Regions from separate parts of the Mus musculus genome. Here regions 2, 3, 4, 5, 6 and 7 are each linked to region 1. Evidence: chromatin contacts called from public Hi-C, HiChIP or PLAC-seq and promoter capture Hi-C data. All regions are on one chromosome and are shown on one strand. The core of a region is the stretch at or near the end of the contact, and the rest is flanking DNA. Distances in the headings are between cores, read along the strand shown. Region 1 holds the start of Adamts1 (a disintegrin-like and metallopeptidase (reprolysin type) with thrombospondin type 1 motif, 1). Region 2 has its middle 150 kb from the start of Gm32357. Region 3 has its middle 280 kb from the start of Gm32357. Region 4 has its middle 110 kb from the start of Gm32357. Region 5 has its middle 130 kb from the start of Gm32357. Region 6 overlaps App (amyloid beta (A4) precursor protein). Region 7 has its middle 260 kb from the start of Gm32461.

Region 1 (3,799 bases), core at 318-2,817:
TGTGGGAAACAAAGTTTTTGTTTGTTTTCATGAAGACTATCTAGAACCCTGGGAAAGTGTCTGCCAGAAACCTTTGGAAGATTGCAAGGGACTGTCTGAGGCCCACAAATTTAGGAAGATCTGGGGAGGAGCAAAGGATTAACCAAGAGCCAACCGGAGCAGCAGTTGGGGGTGGGGCAGCAAGTCGGGAGCCCAGAACTGGGCAGGGCAGGGAGCAAGAGCTAGCTGGTGTGAGCGCGCGGGTCTGCCTGAGGACTTGGGCTGTGGTTCTCAAGCTTGTCCTAATGCCTTTCCGCCAGTGAGAGCATTGTGAACTATTTCCTTCCTCTGGGTCACAGAACCCCTCCCTCTTTCTCAGTTCAGGAGCCTCTCTCGACTTTTTCTTAGGGGCCGGGGTTGGAAGGGCTCAGCTTTTGTGACTTTCGTAACGCGGATGCTGCCTTTCCCTTCCCGGTAGGAAGCGGGGAGGGGGGGGGAGGGGAACTCGGTTTCCTTCCACCCCATCACCCAACCCTCCTTCCCCCCACACCGTTCCCCCCCGCCGCCGCTTTGGACTTGATACTGAAGTGGGGAATCTTAGATGCATCTGTCCGCCTGGCCTGCGGCCTGCAGCAGCTGCTGTTAAGATTTTGGAAGAACGCAGACTAGAAGGGAGTTGCTTCTCCAATGAAGAAGAGAAAGCAGAAATCCCTTTTTTTTTTTTTTTTTTTTTTTTTTTTGTCTCTAGGGAACTAAAGCTGGTTCCAGATAGACTATTCTGGAAAAAGCCAAGATACACACACACACACACACACACACACACACACACACATCGCCCCACCCCCACCCCCCACCCCAGAGGTCTCTAGGTAGGACTTGAGGAAACTGTTAAGGTCGTTCCACGTGGATTTTTAGAATCCAGAGTTGGAGAGGTGCTCTATGAACCACCACCACCACCACCACACACACACACACACACACACTCTCTCTCTCTCTCTCTCTCTCTCTCTCTTCCTCTCTCTTTCTTTTCTCTTCCTGAGAAGCGCAGAATCAACACTTTGCCCAAGAAAAGCTGGGGTAAAGAGAAGGACGCTTTAGCCATGGTGCCCATGGAAACGTAGACGAGACGGAAAAGTAGGGTGCTTTTTAAGAAAAGGCAGCTGTAGCTAATAGCCCACTTTGGGGCAGAAGAGGCTCTGACTAGGGGAGAAAAGGAATGTTGAGGAATCTTTTCAATTCGACCCTCTTTCTTGGAAACTGCAGCCCAGCCGGGGCACAGGAAGGGCGACAGGAAGCAGGGTGGTCCGGGAATCAGCAGCCGAGAGATGAAGTTAAAGGTTCACTCTTTTCCCCAGAGCAGCCAGCGCTGTACAAAGTGCTGGTCCCAGCGCTGTTTCGGCGTCTTACACCCCCAGAGTGACGAGCTGTGGCGTGAGGCCAGGGCGGAGGCTGCCCCCTCCCCCTTCAGGCCCCGAGGCGCAGAGCTCGGTTTAGCACCGACTGAGCTCAGGGGGCGGTGTCGCAGTGTTGGGGGAAGGAGGGGCTCCTATGTGGCTATAAAGGGGCGGCCGGGGCTGCCTGGTCCTTGCACTCGCTAGAAAGCAGCTCCGAGCTAGGTGCTATCGCAAGGCCAGAGCGCACAGCCCGGCGGAGAGAGCAGATCCTTGCTCAGATCGAGTCAAATCGGGGCCAAGGCGGAGGACGAAGAGTCCAGGCTCCTATTCTGGACTTGTTCCCCAGCTCCGGGGGCGCTTCTAGGTCCTGCAGCAGCCAGCAGTGCGGAGCCACCAACTCGGTGCTGGAATGAAAAAATTCCCGCGCGCCAGTGCAGAATCTTTCTAAGTGACCCGGAGCTTCGGGTGCTAGCTCTGCACGAACTTTCCCATCAAAGTGATCGTGAATTTTAAGCATCAGGAGCAGGCCAGCGAAGCTCTACGCGTCTAAACGTCTATCCAGACCAAGAGTTCTCTGCGGTGCAGGGTGCGGTGCCATGCAGCCAAAAGTCCCTTTGGGGTCACGCAAGCAGAAGCCCTGCTCCGACATGGGGGACGTCCAGCGGGCAGCGAGATCTCGGGGCTCTCTGTCCGCACACATGCTGTTGCTGCTCCTCGCTTCCATAACAATGCTGCTATGTGCGCGGGGCGCACACGGGCGCCCCACGGAGGAAGATGAGGAGCTGGTCCTGCCCTCGCTGGAGCGCGCCCCGGGCCACGATTCCACCACCACACGCCTTCGTCTGGACGCCTTTGGCCAGCAGCTACATCTGAAGTTGCAGCCGGACAGCGGTTTCTTGGCGCCTGGCTTCACCCTGCAGACTGTGGGGCGCAGTCCCGGGTCCGAGGCACAACATCTGGACCCCACCGGGGACCTGGCTCACTGCTTCTACTCTGGCACGGTGAACGGTGATCCCGGCTCTGCCGCAGCCCTCAGCCTCTGTGAAGGTGTGCGTGGTGCCTTCTACCTACAAGGAGAGGAGTTCTTCATTCAGCCAGCGCCTGGAGTGGCCACCGAGCGCCTGGCCCCTGCCGTGCCCGAGGAGGAGTCATCCGCACGGCCGCAGTTCCACATCCTGAGGCGAAGGCGGCGGGGCAGTGGCGGCGCCAAGTGCGGCGTCATGGACGACGAGACCCTGCCAACCAGCGACTCGCGACCCGAGAGCCAGAACACCCGGAACCAGTGGCCTGTGCGGGACCCCACGCCTCAGGACGCGGGAAAGCCATCAGGTATAAGAGTGACCCCCATCTCTCAGTCTTTACGAGGCGTGACTTGGGGTCACACTCCAGATCGCCTCTAAATGCGAATGACTCAGACTTGCAGTGAATTGAAGTTCTGGGTCGTGACCTTCCCGCTCCCCCCCCCAAAAAAAGTGTGACCATACTCTGCTAGAACACTTATTTGCCCGAATAGTTAATAATTTGAGAAAGAGAGAAAGAATCGGAGGTCCTGTAGATAAGGGCTAAGCGTTTCCTCCGCGAAGCCAATAACCCGACTCCTTACACTGAAGAATCTCTCTCCATCCCTTTAATGCCTTTAGTGAATGTATGAGTTCACTTTAACTAGGTTGTAGTTTCGCGCTGAGTTTTGTAACGTCAGTCCGTGTGAGCACGTAGCGCTCAAAGGAGGGCGGAGTAGAGGAGCCATGGTGACCTGGATGTGCGTTCAGGAGCCTGGGCAACGGCAGTGGTGATCTCATTTCTGTGGCCTTCCGTCTGTCCCCTTCCCCCATTTGAAAAGCTGACCCCGATGGCTGGTGGCTCCGTTGGGCCCCTCTGCAGAACCTGCTTGGGAGGTCTTTGCTTGGCTCGCCCCGCCTCCACGCGCCTCCTACCTCGGCCTCGTTGCTCGCACTCCCTCTCCCGGCAGAGGTTGGACTCCCCAGCGCTGAGGAATGTTAGCCTGGACTGATCCTCCCTGCTACACATTCGCCTGACTCTGCCGTGTTCAGTCCCTACCAGCCAGTTAGTTCTTTTTAATCATTCAAATTTCTTTTTGCCCTTTTCTAGATTTCTCCCTCTTTTCCGACTTGTCCCTAGGAGCTGGTATTCATATCCTACTTTACGATTTCTCTGACCGCTGAGTCTCAGCAGCCCGAAAAAGGCCATTTTCCAAATTGGCAACCCTGGTTTGAGAAAGGAACTTATTCCCCCCGGGGCACTGGGAGTGAGAGGAGGCAGGAACACACTGCTGGGCAGAGTGGGTGGTCCTAGTGCCCGGAACTGGATCAAGCAGAGAACCCCCTGGGACCCCTTGAATGAGAGAGCTGAGCCTTACAGACTGAGACTCCTCAAGCCCCACCCCTTGGCTGAGGCTCCCCGCCCTG
Region 2 (3,533 bases), core at 706-3,205, 590 kb before region 1:
CCACTGTCTCTTCAGTGATGTTCTCTGAGCCATTGATGCTGGAGCTCAACATGGATTTGTTGTGGAGTAGTTCCCTATAATCTGTTCTTCTCTGCATTGCTCTTATGTTCTTCATTTTCTATAGAGAGATGCTATGCTATATAAAGGCATACTTTATAAAGTCTATTTTTGTAGCCATTTGTTACCTCTCAGAGGTTCAGGGTAAGCTCCTATTTCATCACACACTTAGAATACAGGACCTGGATGATTTGAACTAGACCTAACTCCTTTGTTTCAGCATAGCTTATGTGATTTCAAAAATAATACTATGCACGGTATCAAAGGGAAAAGGTTTTTCCCAGCTGTAATACCTACAGTCCATGACAATGCCCAACATATCAATATATAGTGGCTGGTTTTGTCTGTCTACTTGACACAAGGTGGAATTATCACAGAGAATGAAGCTTCCCTTGAGGAAATGCCTCCATGAGATCCAGCTGTAAGGCATTTTCTCAATTGGTGATCAAGGATGGGAGGACTCATTGTAGGTGGTGCCATCCTTGGGCTGGTAGTCCTGGGTTCTATAAGAAAGCAAGCTAAGCAAGCCAGGTGCATGCAAACCAGAAAAGAACATCCCTCCATGGCCTCTGCATCAGCTCCTGCCTCCAGGTTCCTGCCCTTTGTGAGTTCCTGTCCTGGCTTCCTTTGTTGATGAACAGCAATGTGGAAATGTAAGCTGAATAAACCCTTTTCTCTCCAACTTGCTCCTTGGTCATGATATTTTGTGCAGGAATAGAAAACTCTAAGTCACAAGATATTCTTAAATGTGCAATAAATGGCTCTCATATGTTGGTGGGAACAAACAGCTGTCTAATTAGATTTAAAGCTCAGTCAACAGGAGGGCAATCATGTATGTTAGTGTAAACCTAACCAGTGTCATAGGTGATAGGCCCTAGAAAAGAATCATTTTCTTCCACTTTGTTAAACCAGAAAAATTCCTTTCTACATTCCAAATCTTATGCTTACACTCAATTATTGTCCTCAGAAATGAGAACCTATTTTATTTTTTCAATTATAGAAGCTTGAAAGTCTCACAGTGTTTCAGAAAACATCCCTTCAGTAAAACATCTTCTGTCTATTAGTACATATACCTAACCTCATGTGTACATCCATAGCACAGTATTGGAAAGGCAGGATGAACCTTGTAGACACTCATCACTTAAGTAACTAGTTAAACCAGAATTGTTTTAAGGTGATATGATATAGGTGGACAGTTTTATTAATAGAAAAAAAAAGAACAGTGAATATATTTCTTAATGTTATCAGCATTGTTTGAAAATAACAGATTTAGTTGCTCCAACTTAAGGCTTATTTTATTTAGACCCAGGAATTTGGATTGGACCCACTCAACATAGCTTTCATTGAAGAAGGACAAATTTTATCAGACCATGGTAAATCTTCCCTTGATTCACAGACAGAATTTCTTAGAATTGGAGTACTAGTTGGGACAAACTTTAGCATTGTACTATACAAGATCCTTGGCTCTAGAGAATTAGTCCACATTTTCATTGAAACTAATGGGAAAAAAAATAGGAGCATTCTTTATTGTGATGTAGGTCAGAGAACAGAAAAGAAAGTAGAATATCTGTGACATTTGGGGGAAAATAAAGAAACTTGAAGTAAAGGTAACTAAATCTTCAATGTAAAATATTCAGGAACTTGCTTGATCAAAAGCCCTTTCCTCTGTATAAGGGCTTTATTCAATTGTTTTACTGTATGCTGGTTTGTTTGCTATTTTTGTTGTCGTTCATGTGCATGATTATTATGGCTGAATGTATGTTTGTGCTCCATGTGCATGTCTTGGGCATAATGAGGCCAGAAGATGTCAAATGATAGCCTGGAACTGGAGTTATAACAACTTGTGAACCTTCATGTAGGTGATCGACTGTGAGTCCAAGCCCTCTGGAAAAACAGCCAGTGCTCCTAACTGCTGTGTCATCTCTCCACCCCTCAGTTTCTGTTTTATTGACATTTGATTGTGCCAGAGCATGCATGCTTAAAGTATGAAATTTTGAATTGTCTTTATTTGAAATAGTGAACAAATTCACATTATAATACTGGTTCATCTAAATTCTCTGAATTTTGCAGACTCTTTAATCAGACACTGGATTCACATTTAAAATATTCCTCCACTTGTTCAGCACATTGCAAAGAGACTTTAGCCCACGGACTTTGAAATACTCCATGAGGCAGCAAAGAGAGATGGCTCACTTCCAGGCTGAGGAATGTGAGATTATCAGATAGGGCAAACACTGTTTATTTGCATATTTCTACATAGTCCAAAGTCCAAGGATGTTAGTATGAATTAATATGCATTATTCTAGAATATTACCAGCACATCTACCATGTAGTCAATATTGTTTCTGTATTAAACTACACTGAGGTTTTATTTATCTTATTAAGCATTTCAATAGTTAGAATTCCTCAAACAACTCAAAATATATGTCTACCTAATATCAACGTTCACACTTTCCCAAGGAGTAGCTAGAATATGCTTTCTCAACAGCTTTAAAATTTTTCTTTTATTATTGAATATTTTATTTACTTATATTTCAAATGTTATCCCTTTTCCTGGTTTCCTCTCTACAAACCGCTTATCTCATTCCCACCCACTTCTTCTATGAGGGTGCTCCCCCACCTATCTACTCCCACCTCACCGCCCTAACATTCTCCTATACTGGGGCATCCAGACAAAGGGCCTCTCCTCACATTGATGCCACATAAGGCTATTGTCTGCTACATATGCAGCTGGAGCCATGGGTCCCTCCATGTGTACTTGTTGGCTGGTGATTTAGTCCCTGGGAGCTCTGGGATTGGTTGATATTGTTGTTCTTCTTATGGGGTTGCAAACCTCTTCAGCTCCTTCAGTCCTTTTGGAATGAAATCTCATTTAGAAAATATTTTCTAAGTGAGATTTCATTCCATGAACATCAGTTAGCCTTTATGTAACTATTTGTCCATTTCTGATGGTTACATTTCCGAAGTTTTTCTTAATGTTATGATAGCAATAAATTTATTTCAACAACTCATGATGACATTAACTATATCTATGTAACACTCCCCAAAGTTCATTTTTAATTAAGATTCTTCAGGAATTAGATAATTGAGCATGAGCTCATATTATGGACAGCTTCCAAGAAGTAACAATAGTTATGTTAGTGAAGTCTGTTACCTAGTAACAAGAGCACCATAGCATGTCCATAATATTTTACTAACAAATCAAAATTGTCCCAAAGTTCTCACAGGCAAGAACATGATAAAAATTTCAGAAAGTGGTAACTTCCTCATGGTTAATGGTTTTTAAATTTGTCTCCTTGTTTCTCTTGCAAATACTACCTTGGTTTTTGTTTGTTTGTTTGTTTGTTTGTTTTTCTACTTCATCCTGGAAACTGCTTTCATAAGAAAATGTAAGCGAAATAGATGGAATCAATACCACTGAACTAATCTGTGATTGTACAACTGGAGTCTACAATAGGAGTGTGAGGTTTCTGAAA
Region 3 (3,816 bases), core at 545-3,044, 710 kb before region 1:
CACAGGTTACAGGTAGAATCTTACCTAAGGGAGGGACTTTATGGGAAGGTCCTTATGCCTTCCATACTGGAATGTTACCTTGTTTGCTTGTGTACATGTCATGAACATATAGAGAAAGCCACTTTGAGTTCATGTCTGCAGCAACACAGAAAATATTGTTTCAGCGCATATGTCTAGTAATTATGCCTCTCACATTCCTTCATCCCACTTCCATGGTGAACCACGAGTCTTGTGGAAAGGTTGTGATATAGATCCTCCATTTCGAGCAGAGCCCCCAGACTTTTGTTATTCTCTGCATGTTGACCAGTCATGCTTCTCTGTTTTAGTTACCATCTACAGCAAATAGAAAATTTTCTGCATCAGGGTTGAAAGACACCCTAAGAACTTACAATTTTATTCTCTGTATCTGCATCTAGTTTGGGTGTAAGAATAACAGTGCCCTCACATTTGTATCTGTGATGAATGCTCTCCTATTTTTTAGGAAGCCACTAAAAACAACAAGTACTAATTCTTTTTTGAAATATATAAAAAATTCTACTGTAAAGACATCTATTTCTAAAGTTTTCTTTAGGCAAGCATTTGTTTTACTCATTGAAATAACTAAGTTAAAGGACAACCAAGGTGTTTATTACCTCTTCAATCATAGTGTGGCTTTCATATGTTCTTGGAATCTGTACATTGTATCTAGAGTATCTAATTTAATTGTTCAAAGGTATTCACACTATTTTCTTTAAAAAGAAAGGTTAATCAAATAAAATGTAAACTTTCAACTTTGTATTTTGAATAGAAAATAGCATTCTACTTACTCTTTATTCAGTTCGTTTTAATTGAACATTTTCCTATTTTTATGTCCTAATAGCCAAGTGCAATATGCAATACTAAATTTCATAATGCATGTTTTAGAAATTATTGTAAAAATTATGGCCACTTGGAGACATGTGAAAGTTTTATTTCTGGGAAATGATAAACATATTCTCACATTTCATGTTTATAAATTGACATCCATAAACTGTACACTATCCTGTGCCAATTTCTTGGTGGTCAAAGGGGAAATCTGCAGCTGAAGGCAGTTTATAACTGTCATATACTGTTTACTAAACCACGAAGATTATACTTGATCTGGGATTAACCTATTGAATAAATTCCCCATTTGATTATATGCTACAACTTCTTTATACACATTAACACAGTCAGGGTTCCAGTGTTTTATCATGTTGCACAACTCTCATTTGGAAGACCTACAATGAATTTTAATAAGTAATACATCAAAACTGTGACTGTAGGCTATGTTATTTAATTGTAGAAAACAAATCATAACATATTTTTCATGATGCTAACACAGCTACTTGTCTTAGAAATGTCAAAGCCACTCAATGTAGCTTTAAAATAGTGGCAAAACTTATAATGAAGTATGTAGATCTGTGCATATGCTTCTTCAGAAACCACCTGCCATGAGGGTGCAGCATTTAGATATTAACCTTCCTGAAATTATGACCCTTGCCCAATTGGAGGTTGTTTTTAAATCCTTAAAGTTGTTACCTGTACAAAAACTGTGACTCTCTGGGCTGTTCAAATTCAAGGGCACCGGCAAGTTTTCCACTCACTGACAATCACTGAACTGAGTTGAGGGCTCAGATTTTCTTCCCCTCTCATGTTTCTGTTATTTAAAGTAAGTCTAGGTGTCTGGAGTTGTGAGCTCAGATTGTATTCCTTTGTTACTGGAAATCCCCTCTTCAGAGCCCTTAGAACAAACCATTCAAATCCTGTACTGAGGGAGCACACTTCACAGAAAAGTATGACTTCATCCTGGCATGATTCGTCTTCAAATCAGGTCAGTGGTTTAGCTGTGAATGCCTGGATTGTTCTTGGGCACTGGATCAAATTAGACTTCCATTTATTTTAGGAAATTCATTACACCAATTATGATAGCCACAAAGGGATGCCTCATGACCGGGAAGTTAGAATTATAAGGAGGACAGTGATAGTCATTGTTCACTGTTCCATGAAAATTGATGTTCCGGTTGCTCATTAAAATATGATTATTTTTAATAAAAGAATTAGTATAGTGTAGATTGCAGATAAAAATAAGTATACCAAAACATAATCATAGACTATATACCTTCCTTATAGTTTAACATTAGTTATTTACTGAAGTCAAATCAGTGTATAGGAAAGGGAAAGTCCTCTGTCCTCTTGCTGTTATGTTTCTGCTTGCAAAGCCATACTCGTGCTTCAGTACTGTCAAATAGGGATTACAAATCTTGGCTTTTTATTCCAGTTTAGAAAATTCATATTAATACACTGTATATCTGAGTTTGGGAGAAAAGGCATCAGATTTAGATTTTTAAATGCTTATGTCTGACTCTTCTACCTTTTTAACTCTGACCAACTTTCTAAGTCCCTGAAAAGATTTACTCATAGACAAGTATGTAATATAGCCACCAATGCAATTATTGTATGCATTCATTCTCCGCAGCTAATTTTATGAGTCATCACGGCCAAGAAAAGATGGCGGATAACGTATTAGTAATTATGTCACACTTTTGGTCATGTAGACAACAAAGGGTATGGTTTTTTGTAAAGTTTCTTTCCCTTTGTTTTTATTCATTATTTCCTGATCACTTACCAGTCTGCATCTGAAAATGACACAGAAAGCTAAACAGTTTTCACTGAATGTTGGCGCTAGTGTCCTCCAAGTTCATAGCTTCTTATAACTGGAGTGTTACTTTTAGAGAGAAAGTTCAGTTATTTTGTGAAACAAAATCAAACCCACTAGTGAATTCACAGCATTGAAGAAGGTAGTTGGTGGCTAAAGATATTATTTCCTCTCATTTAAAAAAAGTTTTTAATTAGCAATTTTAGGGATTTTGTGCTCAACACATCAGTAACAGATCACAAGGAAGAAGAAAATAGTTAAGAGTTAGTCTGCTATGACTATTATATAAGATTACAGAGACCTTTGATACTTGGCTAGCAAAGTATTTAAGCAAGAGAGATTTATATGGAGATATAGATTTTTCTATTTGATTTCAGTGAAGATTGCTAAGTAGATTTCACTTACAGTAGGAAAACAGTAATTATATCAGACAAAGATAGGAAAATTTGTTGTCTTAGAAATATACAATTAAAACTCTGGGACCCGGTTCCTTTCATTGTGAAGCCTATATTAAAATCATCTTATTAAGGTCTATATGTCTTTAATAATGTTGCAAATGCAGCCATTAAATATATTAATAGTATTTAAGGACAACCAGCCTTTATTTTCTGAAATAAAAGAAAGTTAAATTTTTACTGAAGACAATAACATTGACAATGACATAATCATCAGACCATAGACAGTAGGTAAAGGGAAAAGCATTGAGTGTTTCTCTTCTGGCTAAAGATGATGTGTAAGCTTCCTCATTTGTAATGTGTAATTATAAGTGAGTCACTTAGAATAGTCACTGAGATTTCCAAAGCTTTTCCTATGACAAAGAATCTGTAGTTTCTATGGGTTGCATCTTCAAGTGATACTGGAAATACGGAAATTTGTTAAAACATATGGTATGATTATCCCAGAAAGTAACTGGCAGTCACATTCACATGCCAATATTCGACTAGAGTAACTTTTTTTTTAAATTGAAAAGCAGATTCTTATATCATTCAATATATCTCAATCACAGTCCCCCCTCCCTGCCCCTCTATTCCTCCCAGCTCTGCACTGCTTTTACATTCTCCTGGATTCACTCCGGACTCCTTCTCCCTTCAGAGAGGAGTAGACCTCTAAGAGACATCAACCCAAACACAATAAAACAAAAAATACTAAGGCAAAGCAAT
Region 4 (3,789 bases), core at 211-2,710, 540 kb before region 1:
ACTGTCACAACTCTTTTTCTCTCTTACTCTCTCTTATCCTTCTTCTTTTATGAATTCTATGGTTGACTAGCCCCTTGTATTTTGTATCTTATTTCTGTAAATAGCATATTAAGTTTAACGCATTCCTCATCCAAGTAGGTTTTATGATGGAGAAAAGTCAGTATATCTGTGACTTCAATACTGAAGAATATCGCATGATCCTGATTCAGCTATATCACTCCTGGACATATAGTCTAATGACTCCATATCCTAAATCAGAAATACCTACCTGTAATGCTCACTGGAGGTTCTGGTCACAACAAGGTGACTGTCAAACCAACTGAGATGGACACCAGCTGGAGAACAAATGAAGAAAAATGTGGTGCACATACAAAATGGAGTTGAATTTAACAGTAAAACAGATCGAAGGTTGTAAGAAAATGCATGGACCTAGAAAATAGTACCTTGTGTGAGTTGACCCAGGGCTGAAAAGACAAATGCTGTGTTTTATATTTTATCATTGGATCCTGGTTACATTTTTTTTCCAGAGGCATGCTTAGCATTATGTGCCAATTAAATCTAAGAAGATAAAACATACACAAGGGAAGAGGGAAAAAAAAAACACATTCCATACATGATAATGGAGACTAGGAATGTTGGGTCTAGAGTGATCTCAGTATGGGTGGAAGGAAAGGATGCATAAAACGGAGTTCTAACAAAATCTACGTATATAAGCAAAAGACATAGTAAGCCTGCTAATCATAAGATTGTTATGAAATATAATATAATCTAGTTTGAGTGAAGGAAGGTAACTTTCATGAACGGGTAAATAGCATTGACTTCAATATAAATGTTACCCTTTCAAAGACTCCATTGTGCTCTGGTATGAAGATGTGTCATTAAAAATGTGTCACAGAGTAAGAGTGTCGCTGTTGAGTGACTCACAATTACGTGCTCTGAAGAGGAGTCAAGGCACTCTCAATCAACGCATCCAAAAATTTACCTTGACTTTTTATGTGAACTAAGGATGTGTAAAACACCTTGTAACTAGTTTTTCTCTCGTAAAAGTGTCAGGTGAGTCCTAACCAGCAGTGTCCTGTGAAATAATGTAATAAGGAGAGTCTCTCTATATGAAACACATGCATGTGATTCAGAGAACAGTCATATTTTCCATAGTGGATGCTATGAGCTTTTTAACAATATCACAGAAACTCTGAGTCACTTCCGAAGTATTTAGTTTCACTTATATTAGAATCTTTGTGTGCGACTTTAAGGAATTTCAGTGACCTCTCTACTCTTTCCACGTCCCAACTTTTTGTCTTCTATTCACATAGTAAAGTATTTCCTCTAATCCCTATCTTCTATTAATGCATTGTGTATTATTTTAATGATTTCTAGTGTTTTGAGTAGTCTGAAGCAAGACAGGATCCTCAGTTGCATTTGCTGAATGGGTTTATTGTATTTTCAAAATATTTCAAGCTCTACTGTAGCTTTGACACTGCCCAGTGCTATTTTAACATAGACTCACCATTACAGTTGAATCATTACTGGCAATCCTGATTTTTATTTTTACATTTTAAGCTACTGGAGATGTTTGAATTTCACTTTTATTATTTAGAAATGAAATTAAGTTATTGGTTTGACTTCCATTTTTGGATGTATTATTTAGGGGTTACTGAAAAGAAGTATTTATGTTTGTCAATTATTTATTACTATATTTTTTTTAAAAAAATGTTTGACCCAGTCATGAATTCTGCTTTTCATATTAATTTAAAAACTTTATTACTCTCCCTGTTTTCATCTGTGAAACAGAGTCTCTCCAATTTTGTTCCAGAGGATGAATATTATTACAGTCAAAATTGCATTCCTTTTGTCAACAGGTCATTTCTCATTGACTACCCAAGTGTGGAGGAGATGGGACATAAAACGCAAAATACTTAACCTTGTGTTACTGATTCAACAGTGGCACTGGAGCAAGACAACTCTGGAAGTCGTTCCTGAAACATTACCTCATCTTTACAATAATGATTCATGACTAAAGAAGTCTCAAGATTTCACAAGTAAAAGATGTCACAGAAACGTGGTAGGAGTGAAGGGGTGGATAAGAAAGGGGAGAGAGAAACAGCACAGCATGAGGAATAAGCAGGTATGTTAGCCCTAGCCTGTGTCTGCTGTCACATTGTTCTTTTTTTTTTCATATTTTATTAGGTATTTAGCTCATTTACATTTCCAATGCTATACCAAAAGTCCCCCATATACCCTTATTTCTGGTTTTAGAAGCTTACACTAAAGGCATGGAAAACAACTCTCTCTCTCTCTCTCTCTCTCTCTCTCTCTCTCTCTCTCTCTTTCTCTCTCTCTTTCTGTCTCTCTCTCTTTCTTTCACCTGCACACAGACACACACACACAGACACACACACACACACACTTGCACACACATGTATCTTACATTAATTTTTGTTGAGCTATATGGAGAAACTACTAAATATCCCTGATTTCATATATATATTTATATATGTGTGTGTGTGTGTTTGTGTGTGTGTGTTAGGCAAATTTATCTGATCAACATTTATTCTAGAAAATGTAGGTCTTTATACTAGAATGAGGCAAACCTAAAGATGTAGCTCAGTTCATAGATTGTTTTAGTAGCATAAGGAACCCCACTCTTCAATCCTCAGCACCATATAAGTCAGACATGATGCTGCATCTCTGTAATAGCAGCACTTGGGAGGTGTAGGCCAGGAGACAAGTTTAAGGTTATCCTGAGATACATAGTGAATTTGAGCGCATTATTTTCTCTCTCTCTCTCTCTCTCTCTCTCTCTCTCTCTCTCTCTCTCTCTCTCAATCTGCTATGATTTTGTATTTTTCTGGTCTTTGAGAGAGAGACATAGAGTGAAACATAAAGCTAGATGAGAAAGGAAGTAGAGAGGATCTGGGAGGAGACCAGAGAGGGTAACTGATATGATGAAAGCATATTATATCATAATAGTAAGTTAAATAAAATTAATACATAAAGAACTTCATTTATATGTAAAATATTAATATGTAAAATTTCAAAAATTACTTATTAAGTCCTTAAGACATGATTCAGGAAACACGACTGTATAGTTTTTACAAAGATACCAGATTATATACTTTTTTTTCCCTTGCAAAAAAGAAACTGCATCAAAATTGCTTTAAAACCCCTCATTTGAAAGCTTCAGAAGAAGCTTTTGAATAAAAATATATAGGGAGCTCTCCATTACACCTTTATGACTGTGAAGGTTAAAGAAAGCTCCATGGCCTATGGGTTTTAAGGTAGTTTTCTCATCCTAGCAAAGGTGGGTAAGAGCTAGATGCTACATTTGTCAGATAGAAGGCACACAGCTGGGAGTAAAACATTATTCATACACTTGAGGTTCTGTATCCATTGCTCAATGACATCAGGATTTGTGCTTGTGCAATTGTGTTGGTTTGTTGATATTTTCCTGTGTAGGAGATGTTTTGATTCTATAACGAAATAGCCCAGGTGTTTAGAGTCTTCCTTACATAGTTAGGCAAGCCAGTGTACCTTAAATTTAGAAAATCTCCTTGCAATCATTAAACAGGAGCAACAGCCTCTTATTTCGTTGGTGATGACTTACCGCCTCTGCACAGTCCAGTGAAAAAACTAGGGATCTAGAAACTGTCTGCAATCACAAAAGGCTGAGCTCTATAAACTGTAGCAGCATACAATAACCTAGAAAAGGAGTATTTTATTTGCAGTCAGTAAATCTATTCAGCTTTTATATTTTGATATACGAGTAAGGTATCTCTTTTTTTTAGGGGG
Region 5 (3,782 bases), core at 1,010-3,509, 570 kb before region 1:
ACATATGGACAAGACAGTCCATGAGGGTATTAAATGTAGGACTAAAGAAAAATCTTTACAAGAAGGGAACAAGAGGTAAGATCATTCTGGAGGCTGAAATGTAAACTTTACCTTTCAGCATCCTGTGTCACAGGGTTCAGGATGGTCTTGCCTGAGGATAAAAAGAGTTTACTTCAATTTAAATATGAGTATATTATGTGTGTATGTGTGTATGTATATGTACACACATTGAAATACGGAAATCTAGGGCAAGAGAAAGGCTAGAAATATGTAGCAGTGGGGGTGTGTGAAAATTTTGGGGAATCACTAGAAAGTCACTGTCTCCAGTGATGCGAGAGGTTCCCTGGATCCAATGATGATGACATTAATCAAGATACTGAACAGAGGGGAGATAGAACCTGTTGAGACCACCTCCAGTACATAGACATGGCCCTCAGTTGAGGGAAGGGGCCACCCACCCATCTCAAAATTTTTAATCCATAATTGTTTCTTTCGAAAGAAAGATTGTCCCACCTAGGGATCCATTCCATCTGCAGACACCAACCCAGACATTATTGCTGATGCCAAGATGTGCTTGCACACAGGAGCCTGGAATGGCTGTCCTCTGAAAGGCTCTTCCAGCACCTGACTAAGACAGATGTAGATATTCACAGCCAATCATTGAACTGACCATGGGGACCCCAGTGAAAGAGTTAGGGGAAGGACTGAAGGAGCTGAAGAAGATTGCAACCTCATGGAAGAACAACAGTATTGTCTTAGTCAGGGTTTCTATTCCTGAACAAAACATTATGACCAAGAAGCAAGTTGGGGAGGAAAGGGTTTATTCAGCTTACGTTTCCACACTGCTGTTCATCACTGAAAGAAGTCAGGACTGGAGCTCAAGCAGATCAGGGAACAGTAGCTGATGCAGAGGTCATGGAGGGATGTTCTTTACTGGCTTGCTTCCCCTGGCTTGCTCAGCTTGCTTTCTTATAAAACTAAGACTACCAGCCCAGAGATGGCAGCACCCACAAGGGGACCTCCTCCTTGATCAGTAATTGAGAGAATGCCTTACAGCTGGATCTTGTGGAGGCATTTCCCCAACTGAAGCTCCTTTCTCTGTGATAACTCCAGCTGTGTCAAGTTGACACAAAACTAGCCTGTACAATTATCAACTAACTGGAGCCCTTAGAATTCCCAGGGACTAAAACACTAACCAAAGACTATACAGAGGCTGGTCTGTGACTCCTGCTATATATGTAGCAGAGGATTGTCTTATCTGACATCAGTGGGACATGAGGCACTTGGTCCTGTGAAGGCTTGATGCCCCAGATTAGTGGTATGCTAGAAGTTGAGGTGGGAATGGTAAAGTAGGTGGGGGAGCACCCTCTTAGAGGCAAAAGGGAGGGGAACAGGGTAGGGTTTGTGGAGGGGAGACCAGAAAGGGGGTAAGAGGACAACACTTGAAATATAAATAAATAAAATAATTAATAAAAAAGAAACCAAAGAAAAACATTATGATAATTATTAAAAAAGAAACACAATGGTCCATGAATTTTTCAAATTCAGAGTATGTTAGCTTATTTGGAGGAAGGCAGAGGAATGTGAGGAAGTGATTATAATTATAATCTAGGAAATAAAAGGAATAATATTTCAAAAGTAAAATAAAATGAGCAGTTAGTTTTACTCAATTTGTTTTAGTAATGGACAGGCAGGAGGGATATTAGCTGTGGTGGGAAAGCCTCTTTCCAGAGCATCCTGCATCCTGTGAGGCATCATGGAAAGAATGAGGAAGACTTACTGACAAAACTGCACCACAGAAAACCTGTGTACAGAACCGAACGCTTGACATTGGAAAAGTTAATTGGAGACTAGAAATAAAAATTGACCGGGAGAGGTATAACCGTTTTCTTCCTCTGATCTATATAATTTTTTTGAGTTAAATTAATGATTTTGGATTTAGGAAAAGTAAATTCGTATTGATCTTCAACTGTGATTTCAATATGGCTGACATCATTTGCAATAGGAGAAATCTTTAAGATATTCTTATCTGCCATTTTTGAAAGCTGCAGTTTCCAGATACAAATAAGAAACTACTGGATACTGAGCTGTATTTGAAGTGTTGCCTTTATTAAAAAGACTTTGGCCATGTAGGGTAAAATCAGCCTAGACTGTTTTCTAATCCATAAAAGAGTTCTGTTTACAGCGTAAGTATGCCCTGCCTATGAACTTCCCTCCTCCAAATCATAAATTTTCCCAGAATCTGACACTTAATGGAAAGCGCAAATGTAATGACAAAGGCAGGCTTCCAAAGTCACATGAAAGCACTTTCCAAGTAGAATAAACAACACATGACCCGTGGGCACGGGGTCTGAGTCACACGTAATTTTTTAACTTTATGTGGAAAGCAGGATTCAGAGGTTACTTTTGAATTTATTTATCATATTGGGTGTTTTGGAAAGAATGGATTGCCAGTAAAAATTTTAAAAAGCAAGCTTACTAGTAAAATGTATTCATCTATTAAATGTATGGATGAAATATTTGTGGATTAGAGAAAGCCAAAGTTCTTAAATACAACTAACTCACTTGACATAGCATATTTCATACAAATAGATCTATTTGGTCATGAACTTAGTCCCTATTACCTTGTGACTTCATAGCTATACCCATATCTCAGAGGTGGCACCACACTTACCATATTTTTAGCTCTATCTATGTGAGTAACAAAGAGATCAGGCCCTAATTCTCAGATATTACTGACCAACCCCACCACAAACCAGTCCCTACCTGAGGACTATTTCGAGAGCCATGATCTCCTACCAACCAACTTTTGAGGACCTACAGCATAATTCTGCTGGCCTTATAGGGGAGTTCAGTACTGTTTCCAGTGGCTTCATTTAGTCCCATACTCAAAGACAGAAGTATTAACAAAGGGACTCTGGCTAGCTCATGTGTGCTGCTCATGGATCAGACAGGCTTTGCCCTGCTCCATGGACCATTTAGAAACTGCCATATCTGGGGATCCATCCCATAATCAGCCTCCAAATGCTGACACCATTGCATACACTAGCAAGATTTTGCTGAAAGGACCCAGATATGGCTGTCTCTTATGAGACTATGCTGGGGCCTGGCAAACACAGAAGTGGATGCTCACAGTCAGCTATTGGATGGATCACAGAGCCCCCAGTGGAGGAGCTAGAGAAAGTACCCAAGGAGCTGAAGGGATCTGCAACCCTATAGGTGGAACAACAATATGAACTAACCAGTACCCCCCAGAGCTTGTGTCTCTAGCTGCATATGTATCAGAAGATGGCCTAGTTGGCCATCAGTGGAAAGAGAGGCCCATTGGTCTTGCAAACTTTATATGCCTAAGTACAGGGGAACACCAGGGCCAAGAAATGGGAGTGGGGGTGGGGGGGGAGAAAAGGGGGGGTATGGGGAACTTTTGGGATTGCATTGGAAATGTAAATGAAGGAAATACCTAATAAAAAAATTTTCCAAATGTAAGGAAAAGGTGCCTTTTAAGGCGCTAGAGGCATCTATAGAACTAAATAGACAGGACCAAACAAAAGCTTCCTTATTCAGGAATCAAATATCAAATATACAGAGCACACAAAAAAATTGAAATCTGCAAGAGGAAAAAACAATGTTACATATAAAGGCAGGTTTGTTGGAATAACAGCTAAATTTTAAATGGATAATTTAAAAACTAGAAGGGCTTACACAAGTTCTTAAACATTGCAGATATCAGCCTAGACAATTACACCCAGCAGAACTATGGGATGTAATTGAAGGAGAAAACA
Region 6 (3,432 bases), core at 732-3,231, 650 kb after region 1:
GGACATAATCCTTCGCCGCTTAATGAAACTGCCATCCTGTCCCTCTGTATTATATAGTGAAGTTGGTTCTACTTTCTGTATTCCAAACCAGAAAGCCGTTGTAAAGAACTAGCCAGAATAAGACATTAGTCTTCAGCTATTTGATGTTTTCTTTATAAATTAAAATTATAACTGACTTTGAAATAGGAAGCTAAGCCTGGCCTCCCCTGAACCAAAAACTGAAATTTTAGTAACATTTTGCTTACGGGATATTGTAATAAAATGCTCTTTGCTTAAGATAAAGGTATTTGTCCAGTGACATTCTGAGTTACAGAAAATTGAGAATGTATTATAGATAATGTACTATGAAACCAGAAGAACATTCTCTCTAGTTGACAAAGATATGCACAATACAAAGATCCAGGTATTGATCTGATGCTGTTCAGAGATCGAGAAAGGCCGAGAGCAAATCCTATTTCAAAGTGCAATTCAAGTAAAATTAGATTCAGTGAGACTATATCATTTACCCACCCTTGTAGTAAATAATAAGGTAGAGGTGCGAGTCTAAGCTGTTACCTAAAGGAAGTGAAATGACCCAGAGAGATGAGCATCCCATGACCTCCCAAATGGAATCGAAGCAGTTGAACTTGCAAGAGTAGACACTAGATGCCAGTGGATGGGGTAAATGGGAGATGTTGTTCAAAGGGTAGGAATTCGCAGTTAGACATGGGTACATCATAGAGAGCTGGAGTATAGATATTGTCACTGTAGTTAATAATAAGTGTTATATTCTTGAAATAGGTTTTAAGTGTTCACACACATATAGAACAGTATGTGTGGTGATAGGTAACTTCATTAGTTAATTGTTATTTAATTACTTAAAATTATATATATGTGTATATATATATGTATGTATATATATGTGTGTGTATATATATATATATATATATATATATATATATATATATATATCAAAACATTATCTCGTGCATGTTGGATAAGATAACTTTTATTTGCTACTTCTTTTTCACAAACCCACCTTGCACTTCATTTGTAAAGAGAAGTGAAGTCCCTAACCTGGAGGGTTACAGTAAGAATATCGTGTAGGCTTCAGTAAGCATTTGTCATTACTGATGCTGCTGTAAGCCAGTGCTCATGACTGGCTCCTCTCCCCTTCCTCTGCCAGATGTTCTCAGTGGCTCTCTGTTGATGCATGCAGCTGTGTTTCTGAGGGACACCATGGAATGTCCTTAACCCTCTGTCTTCAGGATCAGTGTTTATCCCACAGTAAAAGAAACAAATCACCATCAAGGTTGCTTTGTAGCAACATACAAACCCCCAAAGCTCACATAATGACTATGTGACACCATATGAATGGACACCATAGCCACCATGTAACGGCTGATGACAGATACTTTCTCCCCGTTTTAGTAACACTCTGCTGCTTTTCTGTCCCATCAGAGTTCCATGTCTTTGTATTATGTGTTTATTAGATCCTAGGCATGATGTATGCAGTACTGGTTGCCATCAAAATAGATTGTAGAGTTTAATGGGAAGTCTAGGAGTTGACATCCGTACCCTACATAAAACCAACCAACCAACCTTTTAACCTTGCTGATTAGCTATCATTGAGTAATAGATTTCCCACCTGGACCACCACTTATACTCTACTAATTCTAATCCAGATTCTGTAGCTCTGTTGTCTGTCTAAATCTGAATTCTTTTCTCTTGACTCCATCTGTTTTGTCAGAGCCTAGTGTAGAAGCGGTGGACTTTGAGCCTTACATGGACCCAGGCCAACAGTTCTTCTCCCCACATCCGGAGACCAGGCTTTGCCTTTTACAAGAAGGAAACTGCCTCTCTGTTCCCAAGACAAAGCTCCCTCGACTATAGTTGCTGCATGTTTGGCTCAGAGGTTTGCACAGTCTATGTGTATAGGCAGGCCATGGCCTTGCTGGGCCTGCTGGAAGATGGCTAGCTCTCGCTGGCTAATAGTTGACTCACTCACCGTGGGATGGAAGCTCTGGCCTGGACCAGACTCTGGTCAGTGTCTGTTGATCTCAGGGAACATTCCACAGCTGCTGATGTAACTCAAATGACTGGAGCCAACTCTTCTGGACCGGTTAGAGGGCTTGCCTGGACCAGTTAGATGACTGGCTGTCACTCAGTTTATCTGGGGGAATTCTGTGAAGTGAGTGTTACTTTCAGTTCCTCCATGGTAAGGGGAACTTCTCTCCTCTTATCTTCTTTTTGCAAAGTGTGTTTTTTATAAAACCAAAGTAGCATCTTTGGGACTGTGGTGGTGCCCCGATTCCCGATTGGGAAGCCTTGGGAAGAGGCTGCAGAAGGATCCAGAGTTCAAAACAGACTCAGCTACAGATGTTCCAGGCCAGGCCAGGTGACATGAAACGGTGTCTCAAGAACCCTCAAAATAAAATCATCAAAAATAGAGATGGAGTTTATAAACGATGTGGCTACTATTTCATTTGGTACCCTATTCAACATGATCCTCACAGTGCTTATAACTCCTTTTGCTTGAACTTTTTTTTTTTCTCCTGAGCTGGGGCTCAGACCAGAGCCTTGTGTACTAAGTAAAAAGTACTGTACCAGTGAGAGCTATCCCAAGACTGAAATATCTTTTTATTGAGAGATTCCTCATGAAATGCATACTGAGGCTTTTGTTTGTTTGCTTGTTTTTCTAAATGTGATTGCAGAACCAGATAATTTGTGAGACTGCCCATGGTATGAAAAGATTAGTTTTCCTAGTCTGGGTGTGGGCCAAGACCTATTGTTGTTTCTGATGCAAACCCAAGACCAAGGACTGCGGTTGCAAACTTACTTATATGACTGCCATGTTCCTAAAAAAGATTTTTAGAAACTTAAATTAAAAAAGCTTCAAGCAGCCCAGGCACAGTGGGCACACCTGTCACCCCAGTACCTGGAAAGTCAAAATCAGGAGTTCCAGGTCATCCTCTGCTAGGTACAAAATTCCAGAGAACCCTGGGCTAGCTACCTGAGACTGTTTTAAAACCTGCAACAAACAAACACAAACAAACAAACAAACAAAAAACTCTCACATAAAAATTAGACCAATAGAATTAGGAAAACAGGCCACTAGATACCAACATACATTTTGTTACTAATTTTAAAACTATCCCTTAGATGCACAGAAGTACTTATCAGATAACTGCAGCTTAGGGGTCGCCCGAGTTTACTAGGAAGCCATCTGTTTATGGGACAAACATGTATCTGCTGTCATCAGGAAGGTCACTGGGGTAGCTGTGACTCAGATCCACTAAGGGAAGGGACAGAAATAGGACTCCTATCTTTTGTATCTCTGGGATGGTGACCAGAGAGGTTTATGTTGTTGCTATGTAGGCCCTTTTTAAAAACTCCAAGCTGTAAATACTGAATTTTAGAAGCACATCGTCATGGCTTTAGAAAAACAACGGT
Region 7 (3,753 bases), core at 61-2,560, 740 kb before region 1:
GTGGACCTAGATAAACAGAATTAGGAGGTCAACATTTTCAACGTGTACTTCTGAAAAGTTAAATTGGTATAAAATTTGGGGAAGTTTGTTATTGTGCTAACATCTCAGTCTATTGGTCAACTAATTTTTTATTTTAAATTTATCAAATAATAATGCTCTGAACTGCCCATACATTCATATTTTAAATATAGGAATAAAACCCATCAAGACGACTCATTCCTGAGATATTCTCAAAATACCAAAGTTTGAAACCCTGCCCAACATGTTAGGTGACATAGTCTGTACACTTCCTTTGTCTGTCACCTGAAACTGTCATCAGCACACAGTTAAATACCATCCATTCCTCCTACTAGATGTGTGAGTGAGTTCTAATTACATAACATACTTAAAATAAGATGGACCTGGAATGTGTGCATCCCCTCTTTATGTAGACTCATTTCCTTCCCTGATGGTGGTTCCATCATAATCAGTAAGACAAGAGGATGCAAGAAAATGAAAGTCAAGCCATAGTGAAAACTGCTGAGAAGATACTCTTCCTTGAGGACTACTATATGATGTGTATTTGGTAAGATTCCTGCTTTGATTGCCTATGGCTACTAAAGAAGATATGGAAGTAATGGAAAAAATGAAATTTCTATTTGTGCCTGTCTAGGGAGCATTTTCCAACTTCTCTTTAAAAGAATTCTAAGGTGCCCAGTCCTAAACACAGGAGGTTCTAATCTAGTGTGTATGGGTTGCAGCTTAGGAACATTACTGTGTAAATGTTCTCATTTCATCTTAAGAAAGGACAGTCCATTATCACTGCTCTGTGACTATTCGATCTTGTTTCTTTCTGTTAAAAGATTGATAGCCCTTGCTTAGAAAGACTAGGAGTGATTCCAAAAAATTTATTTTCATTTAGAAAGAGTCTGAGTCTATGTTGTTTTCTGGAATTAACCTAGATTTACAAGATAACTTGCCATTAACATCCATGTACCAATTTCTCTTTCCCAAGATATCTTTATAAAATATCAATAGTAACAATAATTAACTGGAAAAAGCTTTCACAAAGGCTTTTGGTCATTAAAACCCACTAATCATGTGCTTCACATTAGGAAAATCACAATTGCGTTTCCCTCAGGACTATCCTGAAGGCCTTCTATGTTATTGCTCTGAATGTATTTTTTGCAGCTTCTGGCAGGACATTCAGTTCCATTTGGTTGTTTACATCCAAATTAATTTATTATTACTAAATTATTATCAGTAAAGTCCATTTCGTTAGAGCTTGTGCTCATGAGACAATACCCATCTGCCTCCGATTTTGTGCCAGGAAGTAGGGAAGTGAAATACATTTTTGGCTGTAAGTTAACATTCATGTATTTAATTACATTCAAGTTCTTGTTTATTATGAAATATTTCATCTCTTCCTTACTTCTGTACTGTTTTGGGACTGACGTTTTCTTCATAGCCTCTGGGTCTGTTAAACATATGCCACAACATAAATACCAGTTCTATCTACAATATAACTACCTTATAAAAATACATACAAATGGCTATTACCCAGCATAGAAATTCTTATTACAGCAAAAAGAAGATGTCTAAATAAAGCTCTCCCCTTGTTTGTTTGTGTGAATATTTAGAACTATTTGTGGACATTGTTCCTAATTGATTAGATGACACTATATCAGAGATTAATATATTTTAGGAACAAAATGTATAGCATTATTTAGTTAAGTAATAAGGCTATGGTTGATTTAACATGATTTGCTTCATAAACCAGTCTAGTCCCAAGCTAACAAGTTGCACGGTTTAAGTATTAATAAATATGGACATGTTTTACATGTTAGTTTCTTTCCTTCTTTTTTTTTAATTCTCTTTTTGTCTGGAAACCCTTCTCTTGTGAATTTTGTGAGTTTTGGGAACTGCTCTGGGATATTTTGCTCAGACTTCCCATCTGCTGAGTCCACAGCATATGTGCCAAACTTGTTTCCTCTCAAAGTTTTCACATGTGTGTCAAAGAAAATGGAATCCTTATGTTTTTCATTTATTTACATTTACACTTTAACTCATCAGAAAGTGATTATGCAAGACTTTGTTGAATGCCAAGACACATTATAGGTTTCCAGAGTTCCACGGAAAGAGCCTGGTGGAGTGGGATATATCGTATTATGAGAAGATTCATTTATCTATTTTCAAACTATATTTGAACAAACAAAAATATGTTTCTCTTATTTACTAGAATATCCTGTAATTCATAATTAGCATTAATTTTAAATGGGTAATTAAGTATAGACTATCAACAGTTCTTGAATCTTTTATTTCTGAGGAATTCAAAACAATGTTCTCATCACCTTGGCTCTAATGATCTTGTGGTTTTAATTATTAAAATTAATTCATAAGAACTGCTGTACAAGATAATTATCGATGGAAACACATTTATCTCAGAGTCCTGTGAAGTAGATAGAGAAGACAAGGAGAATAAAATCCTTATTGTTATTTGAGAGAAACATTCTTCTGGTAGATCCAAGAACGTGGGGCAGAAGGAGTTCAGCAGAGGTAACTAAGGAGTCAAGAAAGTAAGATGGAACACCAAAACAGCTGGAACTACCTTTTAGAAAGTATCTTCCAAAAAGCAGAAGAAAAAGATACCATTTCTTTAAAGTCACAGATAACTTGATGAAAAAACCATATAAGAAGCCATTGAACCATTACAGATAGCAGAAATAAAAATAGCCAGTATGATCACATCAGAGAAGCAAATGGAAACAGAGAAAAAAATCAACAGTGCATGATAGCCCAGATGGTGTAACAAGTGTTTGTAACACACAAAATTAATTTTATAGCATGTGTCTGACCTGAGGTTAATATCCCAAAACTGATAACAAAATGAAATAACTCACTGCGTTACAAAGAAAGACATAAACATGGTCAAGGGAACAGAACTGATATTTTTACAAATAACATATAAACATGACTGAGTATACAAAAACATATTACAAATCTCTAATCAAACTTATAACAATAGATGTTAAAAATAGCTGTGAGACATACATCCAATTTCTTAAAATGGGTATTTCCAGTAAGGGGAGAGTCTACTGGCGAGGATATGGGAAACAAGGAGCTCTATTCCTTATTCATTTATGTTAATCTCAATTACTATTGAGAGTGACATAAAATGTAAAAGGTATTGTGCACAATTCATTCTTGTACCTGTATCCAAAATAACTTATTAAAAGAGCCAAGAGAAAACAGATATATTCTGATGCTCATTTTCTGTGGACTCAGGTTATCCTGGCAGAAAAAGCATTGCAGATAAGTGATGTGCATACTATGGCTGGCTAAGAAATAGAAATATGAGTGCCAGTACACAGGTCTTTTTCTAATTTTCCTTACACCCGTGGTCTATGTGATTATGAGACTACTTTCAAAGCTGGACCTTTTACCTCAGTTTCCCCCTCTAGAAATGCTCTCACAAGTACCAGTACAGTTGAGCCTCAATCTCCTAGGCACTTATATATCCAGTCAAATTGACAGTGAAAATATACCACTATAATTTAGAAAAGATTTATTAAGGATGTTCTTCATAATTTAAAACTAGAACTGTGAAATGATTGACACATGTCCATAGAAAATGGAATTAGGGTTATATTTATTGCACCACTATCTAAAGTAGCCAAGCTGCGGGCTCAACTCTGCTCATGTTAAGGCGTGTGGAGGTCTTCTCCTATTGCTGTGGTAAATCTCCCGAATGGAGAAATTTAACGTAAAGGGTTT

Evidence for each region. Promoter capture Hi-C pulls out the DNA fragments that hold promoters and counts their contacts. Hi-C and Micro-C count contacts between places; a contact is called where the count stands out from the background. HiChIP or PLAC-seq counts read pairs in DNA pulled down with a chosen protein or histone mark.
Region 2: a contact with region 1 is called in a promoter capture Hi-C map of liver, with 10 times the contacts expected there. The contact joins the enhancer-like site here to the promoter of Adamts1 in region 1. A contact is called at or near these places in 8 of 39 promoter capture datasets (the SN4741 cell line, embryonic stem cells, hippocampal neurons and 3 more), 1 of 484 Hi-C or Micro-C datasets (liver) and 17 of 115 datasets of contacts at active chromatin or transcription factors (craniofacial prominence, differentiating embryonic stem cells, embryonic basal ganglia and 11 more).
Region 3: a Hi-C map of muscle stem cells shows a contact between it and region 1, with 3 times the contacts expected there. The contact joins the enhancer-like site here to the promoter of Adamts1 in region 1. A contact is called at or near these places in 10 of 39 promoter capture datasets (the 3T3-L1 cell line, 3T3-L1-derived adipocytes, the HPC-7 cell line and 5 more), 1 of 15 datasets of contacts at CTCF or cohesin (the NIH/3T3 cell line), 5 of 484 Hi-C or Micro-C datasets (the AML12 cell line, cerebral cortex, cortical glia and 2 more) and 14 of 115 datasets of contacts at active chromatin or transcription factors (astrocytes, bone marrow-derived macrophages, cardiomyocytes and 9 more).
Region 4: an H3K27ac HiChIP or PLAC-seq map of stem cell-derived neural progenitor cells shows a contact between it and region 1, with 4 times the contacts expected there. The contact joins the enhancer-like site here to the promoter of Adamts1 in region 1. A contact is called at or near these places in 8 of 39 promoter capture datasets (the 3T3-L1 cell line, 3T3-L1-derived adipocytes, embryonic stem cells and 2 more), 1 of 15 datasets of contacts at CTCF or cohesin (the NIH/3T3 cell line), 1 of 484 Hi-C or Micro-C datasets (myocytes) and 6 of 115 datasets of contacts at active chromatin or transcription factors (embryonic fibroblasts, embryonic stem cells, fibro-adipogenic progenitors and 1 more).
Region 5: a contact with region 1 is called in a promoter capture Hi-C map of liver, with 8 times the contacts expected there. The contact joins the enhancer-like site here to the promoter of Adamts1 in region 1. A contact is called at or near these places in 13 of 39 promoter capture datasets (the 3T3-L1 cell line, 3T3-L1-derived adipocytes, the HPC-7 cell line and 5 more), 5 of 115 datasets of contacts at active chromatin or transcription factors (embryonic hindbrain, embryonic stem cells, fibro-adipogenic progenitors and 1 more) and 1 of 9 other capture datasets (pancreatic islet).
Region 6: a Hi-C map of muscle stem cells shows a contact between it and region 1, with 5 times the contacts expected there. The contact joins the enhancer-like site here to the promoter of Adamts1 in region 1. A contact is called at or near these places in 1 of 39 promoter capture datasets (the 3T3-L1 cell line), 3 of 484 Hi-C or Micro-C datasets (adipose-derived mesenchymal stem cells and muscle stem cells) and 4 of 115 datasets of contacts at active chromatin or transcription factors (bone marrow-derived macrophages, cardiomyocytes, extraembryonic endoderm stem cells and 1 more).
Region 7: a promoter capture Hi-C map of the 3T3-L1 cell line shows a contact between it and region 1, with 49 times the contacts expected there. The contact joins the enhancer-like site here to the promoter of Adamts1 in region 1. A contact is called at or near these places in 10 of 39 promoter capture datasets (the 3T3-L1 cell line, 3T3-L1-derived adipocytes, the HPC-7 cell line and 5 more), 4 of 484 Hi-C or Micro-C datasets (the 3T3-L1 cell line, cerebral cortex, forebrain and 1 more), 5 of 115 datasets of contacts at active chromatin or transcription factors (bone marrow-derived macrophages, embryonic fibroblasts, fibro-adipogenic progenitors and 2 more) and 1 of 9 other capture datasets (embryonic stem cells).

The regions. Positions count from the first base shown.
Region 1 is chr16:85,800,881-85,804,679 of GRCm38.p6, reverse strand. It overlaps Adamts1 (a disintegrin-like and metallopeptidase (reprolysin type) with thrombospondin type 1 motif, 1), which reads left to right and starts at 1,567. Exons shown (of 9, transcript NM_009621.5): 1 at 1,567-2,702. The coding sequence starts at 1,970.
Region 2 is chr16:86,387,948-86,391,480 of GRCm38.p6, reverse strand. No RefSeq gene overlaps it. Among named protein-coding and RNA genes, the nearest start is that of Gm32357, 150 kb to the right of the region's middle. Within about 2 kb of position 1,955, at least 12 of the 459 cell types and tissues checked have an H3K27ac peak or open chromatin away from gene starts, as enhancers often do. A contact at or near this core is called in hepatocytes, kidney and liver, where this site is marked.
Region 3 is chr16:86,514,374-86,518,189 of GRCm38.p6, reverse strand. No RefSeq gene overlaps it. Among named protein-coding and RNA genes, the nearest start is that of Gm32357, 280 kb to the right of the region's middle. Within about 2 kb of position 1,794, at least 45 of the 459 cell types and tissues checked have an H3K27ac peak or open chromatin away from gene starts, as enhancers often do. A contact at or near this core is called in cortical glia, muscle stem cells, neural progenitor cells and 1 more, where this site is marked.
Region 4 is chr16:86,345,327-86,349,115 of GRCm38.p6, reverse strand. No RefSeq gene overlaps it. Among named protein-coding and RNA genes, the nearest start is that of Gm32357, 110 kb to the right of the region's middle. Within about 2 kb of position 1,460, at least 39 of the 459 cell types and tissues checked have an H3K27ac peak or open chromatin away from gene starts, as enhancers often do. A contact at or near this core is called in the NIH/3T3 cell line and embryonic fibroblasts, where this site is marked.
Region 5 is chr16:86,367,153-86,370,934 of GRCm38.p6, reverse strand. No RefSeq gene overlaps it. Among named protein-coding and RNA genes, the nearest start is that of Gm32357, 130 kb to the right of the region's middle. Within about 2 kb of position 2,259, at least 6 of the 459 cell types and tissues checked have an H3K27ac peak or open chromatin away from gene starts, as enhancers often do.
Region 6 is chr16:85,147,445-85,150,876 of GRCm38.p6, reverse strand. All of the region lies in intron 1 of App (amyloid beta (A4) precursor protein), which reads left to right. Among named protein-coding and RNA genes, the nearest start is that of App, 25 kb to the left of the region's middle. Within about 2 kb of position 1,981, at least 156 of the 459 cell types and tissues checked have an H3K27ac peak or open chromatin away from gene starts, as enhancers often do. A contact at or near this core is called in adipose-derived mesenchymal stem cells, bone marrow-derived macrophages, cardiomyocytes and 2 more, where this site is marked.
Region 7 is chr16:86,545,333-86,549,085 of GRCm38.p6, reverse strand. No RefSeq gene overlaps it. Among named protein-coding and RNA genes, the nearest start is that of Gm32461, 260 kb to the left of the region's middle. Within about 2 kb of position 1,310, at least 3 of the 459 cell types and tissues checked have an H3K27ac peak or open chromatin away from gene starts, as enhancers often do.